2 separate regions of the Mus musculus genome follow, and region 1 is linked to region 2. A link is a contact called in public Hi-C data. All regions are on one chromosome and are shown on one strand. The core of a region is the stretch at or near the end of the contact, and the rest is flanking DNA. Distances in the headings are between cores, read along the strand shown. Region 1 has its middle 93 kb from the start of Gm36260. Region 2 has its middle 37 kb from the start of Gm35894.

Region 1 (5,282 bases), core at 2,480-4,979, 850 kb before region 2:
TACACTATGATTCCAAATCTTTTTTCCATCTTGATATGGCCAGGTGAATCGGTTCATGTCAATCAAACTCTGTTGACTCCATAATTGCTGCTCCTAGGTCAAGGTAGTTAAAGGCAAGGTCAACTTCTCTGTGTATCTCTCCCTACACCAGCCGCTATAACTTTATAGGGATACTATTTGCTGCTCCTAATTTTATAGGGCTTTCTTCTACCATCACTGTCACGGCATCCTAGGAGATCAGTGAGTGAGCATAAGCTTTTACTTTGTTATGCTGCAGAGATTTGAAGGCGTATTCACTATTGCCACATAGCCTGGACAACCCTGACTAATACACTTGGCCCCCAAGGCCCTTCATGACTCACTTCTTGCTTGTGTCTCCAGGCTACTGTATATGATTCTCTCCATCTTTATTATATTCCCAGCACCCCAGGATCCCTTCCTTTCTTAAATACAGTTGGCTTTTCCCACTCTGGGACATGTGCACATGTTGTTTCTCTTAGGGGAACACACGTCCTTGTACCCATTAGCTAACTTAATATTTTGTTCTCAGATCATATGCCAGTTCTTTGGCAGGATCTCCCTTGTTCTTCATTTTAAATCATGTCCCTTCATTGATCTTCTCCTTCATAGAACACTATTCTTTCCCCTAATAACATTTTGTTCAATACTTAATTATGTTGGTTTGCTCAGTATTTCTCTTCTTCTCTGGCCTGAATGTTCTGTCTTGCTTGGAAAACAAACTGTTTGTTCATTATGATTTAAATGGCAAGGGTTTAATACACACATTTATTAATCTGTGTTAACAATGAAGCTTGCTTTCTGGATGATTGTACTGTTTATTTTCAAGTCCTATACTTGTTAAATCTCAAGGTGAGGAACTTCTGTCATACACTCTTTTGTGAAGTGCAAAGTGAGGTCTCTCATGAGAATGGGTAGCCTAATTAGATTGTGGCATACTTTGGATATGGTTTGAGGGACTTGCCCAAAAGTCCAAATGTTACATGACTGTTCAGCAGCATGGTGGTGTTGAAGTGGTAAGACTTAAGCAACAGGGCTCAGAGCCTGAGACAGCTCTGCAGATAAAGTGTCTGCCACCAAGTGTTACAACCTGAGTTCATTCCCTAGGCCTACAGGGTGGAAGGAGACAAATGAATCCCTTGAATTGTCCTCTGGCTTCCACAAACATGCTGTGGAGCACTGGTGTACACACACACACACACACACACACACACACAACTGTAATTTTATTTTTTAAAGAATAGGGCATGGCAGAGAACTTCTAAGTTGCCTAATACTTTTCTTTGGAGTATGTTGTTGGCCTTGCAGCAAGTCTTAGCAGACTTTTGCCTAGTGTTGTTTCCTTTACCTCAACCCCAAGTGCCAAAACTCTTGTTAGGATAGCTACCCTCACCTTTCCCTGGTCCCTCCCTTCCCAACTGCTGCCATTCCTGTTTTCTACCAAGCTGGTTCCTTTTCCATTTCCCTAGCATGTTGAGAAGCATCACCACACTGACACCAACCCATTTACATCGTCAAGCTCCCAGGATCATGGACTAAGTAGACCTCGTTCTGGTCTAAATTACTAGGCTTCAAGAATTTTGCTAGAGCAACTCAAAATGCACTAAAGCAGGGATTGCCTATGAAAGTCTCATGACATCTTCCTTGCAATTACACAAATAACTTTGCTCTGTGCCACAGAGAGTTCCCTGAAATAAAAATGCTCTATATGTATAAACAATATATACATATCTATGTATATACATAGATATGTGTATTATGCAGATACAGATTTGTTACATACATGTGTAATGTATAGATATTTAATATCTATATATATACTACATATAATATACTAAAATATATATAAAATACGTTTCAATGGTGAGCACTCAGCTATTGAGTTCTCTCTTATGCTGAGCAATATAATGACAGAAGTTTGACCTGAGTCAAGTTGAGGAAGACATAAATAATGGTGAGACAATAACATGGCAGCGGCCTGGATTTATACTGTTGTCACTACAAGCAAGCATGGACATCTGCACAAAAGGTTTCAATTGTGACTGAAATCATATCACTCCTCTAAATATGCAAGATAACACTGGCTAACAAGGAAAACAAGTGTTGCTTGAAAAGATCTGCATTATCTAATGTCCCTGGTGCCAAATGACTTGTTTCTTCTAATAAAGGACAGAGACTCTTCAGTGGAATCATCCTGATATGCACCTAAAGGACTGGCTAGGAGATGTATTCAGCCTTGGCCATCGTTGGCTTATGGTCTCTTAACAACAACAACAACAACAACAGCAGCAACAACAACAACAGTGAAATATGTTGTATAAATGAAGGGAAAATAGTAGATGTTCATCAGAGTCAAACCTAGTGGCACATATGTGTGTGTGCACGTGCATGTGTGTGTGGGTGTGTTAAAGACTTGCTTTTTTGACACTGCAAATCTCACAGTGAGAAGTTAAAACTCATACCCAGATTTATACCTGAGCTGAAACTGACAGCTGTGAACTGTTCTGAAGAGGCATTATTTCTCATTCTGAATTCCCTTCCTGGGACTGTGAATACAGGAAAGACACACAGATTGGAGAGACTAGGAAAACCCCATTTGAAGAGAGGTACCAGCTCCATGCAAAGCGGTTTTAAACTGCACATGGCAACCACTCACTAATCTGGTCCCTGACCTTGCTCTTGAGTCTGATGCTGTTGAGGCCTCCTCTGGAGACAGTCTGACCAACAGTCTTAACAGGACCCCCTCAGGGGAACACAATGCCGGGTGATTGCTTCTTCTGGCCCCACACTCTTGACCATAGCAGGCTGACTGCTTCTACTCATCTACCCCCTTATTCCACTTAAGAACAACAACAACAAAAACTGGTAGGGATGTTGTTCAAATATGGAGGGGGGATGGAGGAGGGGAGGGTGCAGCGAGAAGCATTCTGGATAAAAAGAACAACCCTGTCAAAACATGACAGCCGACCTGATGCCTGTTTTATACTATTCATAAAAAATGCCAAATTCTGCAAATAGTAACCACATGTATGTTGGTTGTATATTCAATGCTCTGCAGAAAAATGAGACGTTCTTGATTTTAGTGGGTCATCAGAGGCAGTGAAAATATCATGCTAGCCTCCAAGGCTTCACTCACAGGCAGATCCGGAAGTTAAATAGACACTACACACAATTCCATCTACATAGTACACAGACAGAAGCCCTAGACCCTGTGGGCCGACCACAGAGAACGGCGATTCGATTCACAAATCTGTTCCCTGGGCATTTATACTCAAAGCTGAAAGACCAAAAACAGCGATAAGCTTGCTTTGCCAAAGAGGGGGTGGGGGGACAAACAGCTTGGAGGAGCTGAGGAGGGAGGCAAATGACAACCCTCAAGACACATGCAGACCCAGCAGCCAGTGCAGGGACTGGGAAGGCTTTGCATGTAGGCTCCCCGGCTGCTGCTCTCTGAGGTTTCTAGATCCACCAACGCTGCCGTTTAGCTCAAATCTGTTATGCCCTGGTCCTTTCTGTGTGCCTGGCTGGGATTCCTCCACACCGACACTTAAAAAGGGTCAGTGAGAAGAACCGAAGAAGGGATAAAAGGTTTGTCCTCAGTGGACCCAACTCGATCACCGCCAGCTGGCGCTGAGGCTGTGCCTTGCTCTTGTCCAGCAATGCTTGTAGCATCTTCTAAGTGACTATTTGCTTTGAAGGAGCCTCTTGTTTATCTTCTCCTCTGACACAAAAAGGCTGTGCTAACTGCAGTAAATCTCCCTCGGTCTGGAAGACTTCTTAGGAGTCTGGCTTTTCCTCCCAACGCTTGTTGGCTTCTCCCGTGCCTGGTCCCCACTCCAGCCTGTGCTGCATGTATTTTTGTTCTCGGCATTTTTTTTTTATTTCTAAAATGACTATACCAAGAAATCTCATAAGATGTATGGAAACTTCTGTTTCCACTGAGCCTGCAGCGCGTGGGCTGGCAAGGTGTCAGGGGAAATGGCCTGGCCGGTTCTGCTGCCCAGCTGAAGAAAATGTAATAAACAGCGGGGCTTCTGTCTGTAGCTGTCAGGACACAGGCCCCAGCTTCTCCCTTTTAATGGCAATAAATAAATGACGGAAGTTTTAGGCACCGCACTAGTGAATTGGTGGCGAAGCCTCGGGCTTTTATCTCCCTGACCTCTGTTTGAACTCAACCTTGGTTCCTAAGTGCAGGGCAGACAAAGTGGGGTGGGAGGAAGGTTCCTTATCGACATGAACACCCCTTCCAGCACAACATAAAGAAATATGATGCCCTGTGTGTTTGCCTGTGACTTCGGGGTGACAGGGGCTAAGGGAAGATTTGTTGAAACCAGGCCCAACAGAGCTAAATGCCAGCTGTTATTTCTCCACCGGTCCACTGGGGTGGGACTCTAATAGAGAACACACTGATTTCAATAGTGTTTGTTTCCCAGGTACTGGCTATTGTAGGGCAATATGCATATACCACTGGGGCCAAGACGCTTTAAAATTTTAAATGGTTTCAGGATTTGGGGGGGGAAATATTTCCACCTTACACAAATTCTAGCCAACAGTTAATACTTAATAAGCCACAGATATATTCATCACAGTGTCTAGTTTTTGTGCATCATTTCATTTACCCCTTACAAGTTCATGAAGAGCTTGCTAATTTTTCCTAATGTTGTCTATGAGGAAGCTGAGGTTTAAAGAAGCTATGTAAATTATCTAAGGTTTTGGAAAATAGTGATGTCAGAATAAAAATCCCAATCTGTTTAAATTGTGGCACATCCCTGGAGAAAGCTCTTAGTGAGTAAATCCAATACATGATGCTCATGCCTCCTGTTCAATACCCCCCCCCCCCCCACACACACACACACACACGTAGCCTGACTTTCTGTTTATGACTGTGGAGACAACGGGTCTGCCTGAATTTGTGATTATTTATTGTATCCAAGAAGTCTAGGTCCTCTTCTGAAGGGAGAAAATGGCAGTAATGTTAACCAATATCTTTCTCTTGTGGTAGCTTTTACATGATCAGAAAAAAAGCAAGATTCAGGAAGTAATGGTTTTTATCTATTTATCTATGTAATTATTTGTTCATTTCTCTGTGTTAAATGCATGTGCATGTAACAGCATGCCCATAGAGGTCAGAGAACAGCTTTTCAACTTGGTTCTAGTTTTCCATCACTTTGAAGCAGGGTCTTTCTGCTGCAGTGCATAGCCCAGGGTAGCTCCTGTCTATTCCCCATTCCCATCCTCCCATCTCCCTGCAGCAGGGCTGGGAT
Region 2 (6,131 bases), core at 381-2,880:
TTATCAATTAAAACTCTATCACTGTGGGTCAGTGAGCTGACTCGGCTGCTAAAGACGCTTGTCACCAAGTCGGGTAAGCAGAGCAGGTATCCACTGGCACCACACCCACAGGGCAGACTGAAAGAACAGACTCCAATAAGTTGCCTCTGGTCTCCACATATTTACACAGCAGCTCACTCACCCACACGCACACACATACACACTCTCACACACACAAACTCACACTAAATCAATTTAATTTTTTAAAAGGCTATATCACTTGCTAGAATTATTTATGCTGCTTCTTTATAAAGACATTCTCATACCAGTGTAAGCTGCTATGAAAGACAGATTCCTGGTGCCTATTTGGTTGGCTTTCTTTCTTTCTTTCTTTCTTTCTTTCTTTCTTTCTTTTCTTTCTTTCTTTTTTAGACAGTTTCAGTCTCTTTGTGTACAGACTGAGCTCTAACTTAGTGTAATAAAAGTTGGTTTTCTAAGTCCTGATCCTCCTGCCTCTGGGCTCCAGAGGAACTAGAATTGCTAGCCTGCTGCACAGTTGGCCCACAGACTTCCACAGAGGAACGGCCTGCCTGATGGGTGGACTTCAGGGCCTGGGGACTAAACCCTTGAGGAGGTCAAGTCCCTCTCCAGGTCCCACTTCCATGTTTGCCTAGCAATAGGGCTGACAGCTTGTCTAGAATACCTCATGCTACATGGCATAGCAAAGACCACGGGGGTAATTTTGCCCTATTGTGACACTGGCAAATTTAAAAAAAAATAAAAGTCAAGGCAAGGTGGCCGCCATGCTGCCAATTAAATGAGTAACTCAAGTGTGTTTTGCTGGAAGTTACTAGATGGAGTTTCTAGAGATTTCTACTGCCAAGCAGTCCACCTAAATTTTCCTAGACAACTCCAAGCTATTCTTGAAATGTTTTCAGAATGGACCTTGGCAGGCAGAGCCCCCTTGGCTCAGCATGCCATCCCACTGCCTTCTGTATCAAAGGGGACTTCCTGCTGCGTTTGTTTACACCATTAAATTTCTTCCAAGTAAAGCCAGGAGAATTTTTCCAGGTGTTCACATTCCTAGAGGGTGGGGAAGAGGCTGAGAGCCCTGTACAAGATCAGTACTACTGCCTCAGTGCAACAACACAAAGATCTCTTTCACCACACGACCTCCTCTGGAGAGCTCTCTTTGGGGGCCCGCCTCAGAGCTCTGAAGGACCTTCCTCCGGACTCTGCGGGCACAGAGTCAACCGGTCACAGTCTGATCTGGGACTTAGAAGGATTTGGGGTGCATGTCATACTTCCAGACCCTTCTGATCCCATCAGGTCCGGGACCCAGGGCTAGTGGCCTGCCAGTCTCCCCTGCCCCCAGGAGCTCCGTCTCTTTAAAAGGGAAGCAGGGTCGATTCCAAGGAGCTACAGGTAGACAGAAGAGCTAGAACCCGATCTAGGGCAGGGCAGGTGAAGCTGGCAAGGTCAGCCATTCAGTCACCAGGTGGTGCATTTAATTTAAAAGGAGTGTTAACCTTGTTTATACAAAATAACACCAATATGGAGGGAAGCCGTAAATCCGTTGTCGTTAAACAGTGGGGAGCCGCTGGCTCTGGCAGCCTGCCCACCAGCGACGTGAACTCGGCTGGCACTGAGCGTGCAGGAGCACGGCCCGGGCGGGCTTGCCAGCCTAGCCAGAGAAGGCCGGAGCTGCTCCCTCTCTGCCCACCAGATGACTCTTCGCATTCTTGTCAAATATATTTAGAACAAGAGGTGTCCGCTTAAAGAGACGCATTTGTTAATCACTTAAATGCAGGCGTTTGGCCGCGAGCCAAGTTTACCTTTATAAATATGTAGGATCGGTTTCCAGCTAGGCAGACAACTCCTGGGTGAGATCTCCTCCCCCCCCCCCCCCCGCACCCTTCTCTGGGGCAAGCGTCTCCTCCAATCGACCTAAGGTGCATGTCCCTAACACCTTATTAATTTTGTAGCCGGCGGGGGTTTCCTGAGCCCATGCCAGTCTTCTATCTGAAAGTTAAAGGAGATAAACACACGCTGGCCCTGCACAGAGAGGAGAGCGGTGTTTCTTTAAGTAAGGAGCAGATTAGAGTTAAATTCCTGTTGACTGGAGAGCCGGTGTCCACATCCTTCTGTTTACCAGCAGCTGTCCCTGTTAATGACACTCTGATAACTCTAGAGCTGCCCTGGTCAGCGGTGGGTGAAGCAGATAAAGACGCCACTGTTAAACAGCCCAGACCTCCACTTCTCTCTCACTCCTTGACTGAAGAGTCAGTGAAAAGTGCCCAGAAGAGGCAAGCCCTGGGTGCCCTGGCATTTGCTCCCCAACTTGCGAGTTCATAGTCCAAAAGCCCTGGCTGTTCAGGCAGTCTACTGCAAAGCTGATGAAAATTCCAGCAGTGGAGACTGGAAGGGCAGGGTGGGGGCGGGGAGAGCAGCTGCCTAGCCGGGTCAGAAGGTCAGCCGTAGGCATCTTGGAGAACTCTCCTCCTCCTGGTTTAGTAGCAAGGACACTTCCCTGCCCCCCAACCCGACGAACAGAGATAGTTAACATCTCGGGGCCTCAGCAAAGAACCACAGCTGTCCTAGGGTCGTTAACCACAGGGAAGTCACGTTTAATATTTGGAACAATCGCCCTCCAAAGATTTTATTGTTGTAGGGGACTTTGCCCTGCACCCTGGTGAATACCCTTGAGTCTGCAGCCAAAACCGCAGGCGAGAAGATTAAAGAAAGGTGCCTAAAGTGACTTGGAAAGGTTAGTGGCAGTGTATGAGCTGGAAGCCAGCTCCCTATCTGTTATTCGTTCCAGGCAGACAAACAGATATTTAAATTTCCTACTTGAAGCAGGCAGACAGCAGCTCTCTAGCTTCTTCTTACACTGGGGAACCTGCCAAGCCCTCACCTGGCTCAGCTCCCAGCCTGGGTGATCCCTGGGCTTTCTAAGACCCACCTCCAGCCTGCTTAATTCCTGAATACAACCCACGTGAAGATCAACAAACGCAGAATCCCATAATCCCTTTCGTGCTCTAACCAGTGAAGCAGACATACCTCCAATCAAGGCCAGGCCTCGGACAAATTGATTTCTGCTTTTAGAAAGTGTAAATATTTTTGCTTCTTTTCACCTAATTTTTGTCACCTGAAGTATGCCCCTGATTTACTCCAGGAGATACTGAGGGGGTCAGGGAGGTAAAAGGTTAGCCAAGTAGGGTGAGCTGTTCAAAAGAAAAATGAGCTTACTTGGAGTCCAGGTGATTTCCTTAAGAAGGTCTAAAAAGGTCTTTGATATTATTATGAGACTAACAAGGCAGGGTATTTCTCTTTCTTTTTCTTTTCTTTTTTCTTTTTCTCTTTCTCTTTCTGCTTCTTTTTCATTTTCATTTTCTTTTCTTCTTTTTCTTTTTCTTTTTCTTTTCCTTTTTCTCTTCTTTTCTTTCTTTCTTTCTTTCTTTCCTTTTTTTTCTTCTTATTTTTTTCTTTCAAGACAGAATTCTTCTATGGAACAAAGCCTACTCCTGAACTAGCTTTGCAGACCAAGCTGGTCTCAAAATCACAGAGGTCCTATTGCTTCTGCTTTTGGAGTTCTGGACTTAAAGGCATGCTTCACTACCCCTGGGCTGAGACAAACTATTCTAATACACTGTCTAGGGCACCATAAGGTCTGTGATCCATATTTCCAAACTGTAACATCTCCACAAATATCTTTACACAAAACATTCTAAAATGACTCCTTCTTTACAATGTAATTGGATTATTGTCTTGGTGTGTGTGTGTGTGTGTGTGTGTGTGTGTGTGTGCTTGTGTGTGTATTCAAGTTTTCCTATGTGTGTGGGTGCATAACTGTGGAGGTCAGTCTCCAGTTTTGAGAAAGGTTTTCTCAATGGCTTGGAGCTCACAATTATTCGTGAGTCCAACCATTGTGCATGAGTCCAAGAACCCTCAGGCATCCAACCATCTCCACCTCTCTAGCACTGGAGGATTACGGTTACATACACTCCATGTCTTGCTTTTACTCAGAGGTTCTGGGGATAGAAGTCAGATTGAACTGAACCGCTTACTGACTAAGTCATCTCTGTAGCCCTAGATTGTTAACTCTTTATGGGAGATTTTAAATTAGCAGTTGCTAATGAGTTGACTCTTGTCTCCACAAAATTCCTAGCTGAGAGTGCAGAGCCTCCAGTCCCTCAGAATACCACTTGGCTAGGTTCCATTTAGAGATAATAAAGTTAAAGTGAGTTCATTACAGTGAGCTCTAATCCTAAATGACTGATATCCTTGTAAAAGGCGGAAATTTACAAACAGTTAAGCCTGAAAGGAGCCAAAGACACAGATTGCCTGCCCCCAGTAGCCCTTAGAATGCTACCCACCCTCTTATTTAGGAGGGCCACTGAGATGGCTCAGAGGGCGAGGTGCCTACTGTTAAGCCTGACAAAGTAAGTTCAATCCCCAGTACCCACATAATAGAAGGGGAGAACTGACTCCCATGGCCACATGCAGACCATGGCACTTGCATGCCTCCATGTGTGTAGGAGCATACACATGGACACACCCACACAGAATAAATAAGAAGAAAGCAAGCATCCTCACATCTATACGTCCAGATTCTAGATATATACTAAACCAAGTTGAGAGTTGGTTTGGTTTGATTTTTCAGTATCATTCAGTACCAGGGGCTGAGCTTAGGCAAACAAGCTAGGCAAGTGCTCCACCACCGATCATCACTTTAATAAGACATTTAAGTTGTCAGGCAGGACTTGAATTTGAGATCTTCCTGCCTCAGCCTCTGGAGTTGTTTAGACTCCTGACCTGTGCAATCATCCACAGCAGATTCCAGTTGTTGGAGCCCACCAGTCTCTGTTGACTGATTAAAAGAGCCCTAGCTGATATGTTGATTTGCACCATGTTGGGAAATTTAAATACCCTCTAGAACAATGGTTCTCAAGTCTCAATGCTGTGACCTTTCAATATAGTTCCTCATGGTGTAGTGATGCCCAACCAGAAAGTAATTTTTGTGACTACTTCATAACTGAAATTTTGCTACTGTTATGAATAGTATTGTAAATATCTGCTATCCAGGTTATCTGATACCGGACTCTTCAGAATCTTAGGCAAAGTGGCCAATGCTTTTAACTGCGGAGTTATCTCTCTGGGCCCCTAGCATTAACACTTTAAGTAAAACAGTAATGAATTAATATAGATGACTTATAATTCCATTTAGTATTTCATTCAAGAAGATCTTGCATTTCTTACTTGTGTGACATGAGCCTATTTGGAAAAGTTTATGCACTTTTTGCTCATCTTACATGTATCAACCACTCTTTCAACATTAAAATGTTCTCTAATCAAGAGAAGTACATCTTGTACAGTAAAGCATATTTACAGTAAACACAGGCCAGTTAAATAAGTACCAATTAAGGGGATTGTACCTTCCTTAGTGTTTTTCATCAAATTACATAGACTAGAATCGGTTCTGTCTAGTGAGCTGCGGTATGTGCCGGATTCCTCTCCATCATTTCACCCACAGTTTTGATGCATAATATAATTGATGGTTTAAAAGTGTATGGTAGGTTTTTGTCAAAGACCTAGGGTTGAACTGAGATTATAAATAATCATAGTCAGTCAGGAAGGCTTGTTGAGCAGGGGCTGTGGATAAAGTACCAGAAGGAGAAATAAAGAATGCAGGAGCCACGTGTTCACATCTGGGTCGTTAAGGATATAGTTGGTGGAGAGGGAAAGAGGGTAAAGGAGACTTACACTTACATGTGATCTATCAGAAGTCCAAAAGAAAACAAACTTAAGATCAGAATTATGGACCTTTTTGTGCCATTCATAGATATAGATCTATTTGATGGTTGAGCTTATCTCTTTCATGTTCTATAATGGCCAAGATGGATTGGAGTTTACAAGTCACTTTAGCTCAGCTTTCTCTACCTTGACAATCATCTAGGCTGAAGGATTCTTTGTCATGCAGTCTGTCCTCTATGTTGTCAAGTACACAGCAGTACTCTGGGCCTGGACTTAGCACACTCGGTCAGTCATGCCCCGCTCAGCTGTAATAACCAAAATTGTCTTCAGACATGGATAGGAATGCTGAGAGACATGCAGGACTTTAAAAATGCTGAAGGTCAGCATGTTAGGTGAGG

What was found. Hi-C and Micro-C count contacts between places; a contact is called where the count stands out from the background.
Region 1: a Hi-C map of uterus shows a contact between it and region 2. The contact joins two enhancer-like sites. A contact is called at or near these places in 2 of 484 Hi-C or Micro-C datasets (nephron progenitors and uterus).

Annotation. Positions count from the first base shown.
Region 1 is chr7:71,470,643-71,475,924 of GRCm38.p6, reverse strand. No RefSeq gene overlaps it. Among named protein-coding and RNA genes, the nearest start is that of Gm36260, 93 kb to the right of the region's middle. Within about 2 kb of position 3,729, at least 44 of the 459 cell types and tissues checked have an H3K27ac peak or open chromatin away from gene starts, as enhancers often do. A contact at or near this core is called in nephron progenitors and uterus, where this site is marked.
Region 2 is chr7:70,621,005-70,627,135 of GRCm38.p6, reverse strand. No RefSeq gene overlaps it. Among named protein-coding and RNA genes, the nearest start is that of Gm35894, 37 kb to the right of the region's middle. Within about 2 kb of position 1,630, at least 104 of the 459 cell types and tissues checked have an H3K27ac peak or open chromatin away from gene starts, as enhancers often do. A contact at or near this core is called in nephron progenitors and uterus, where this site is marked.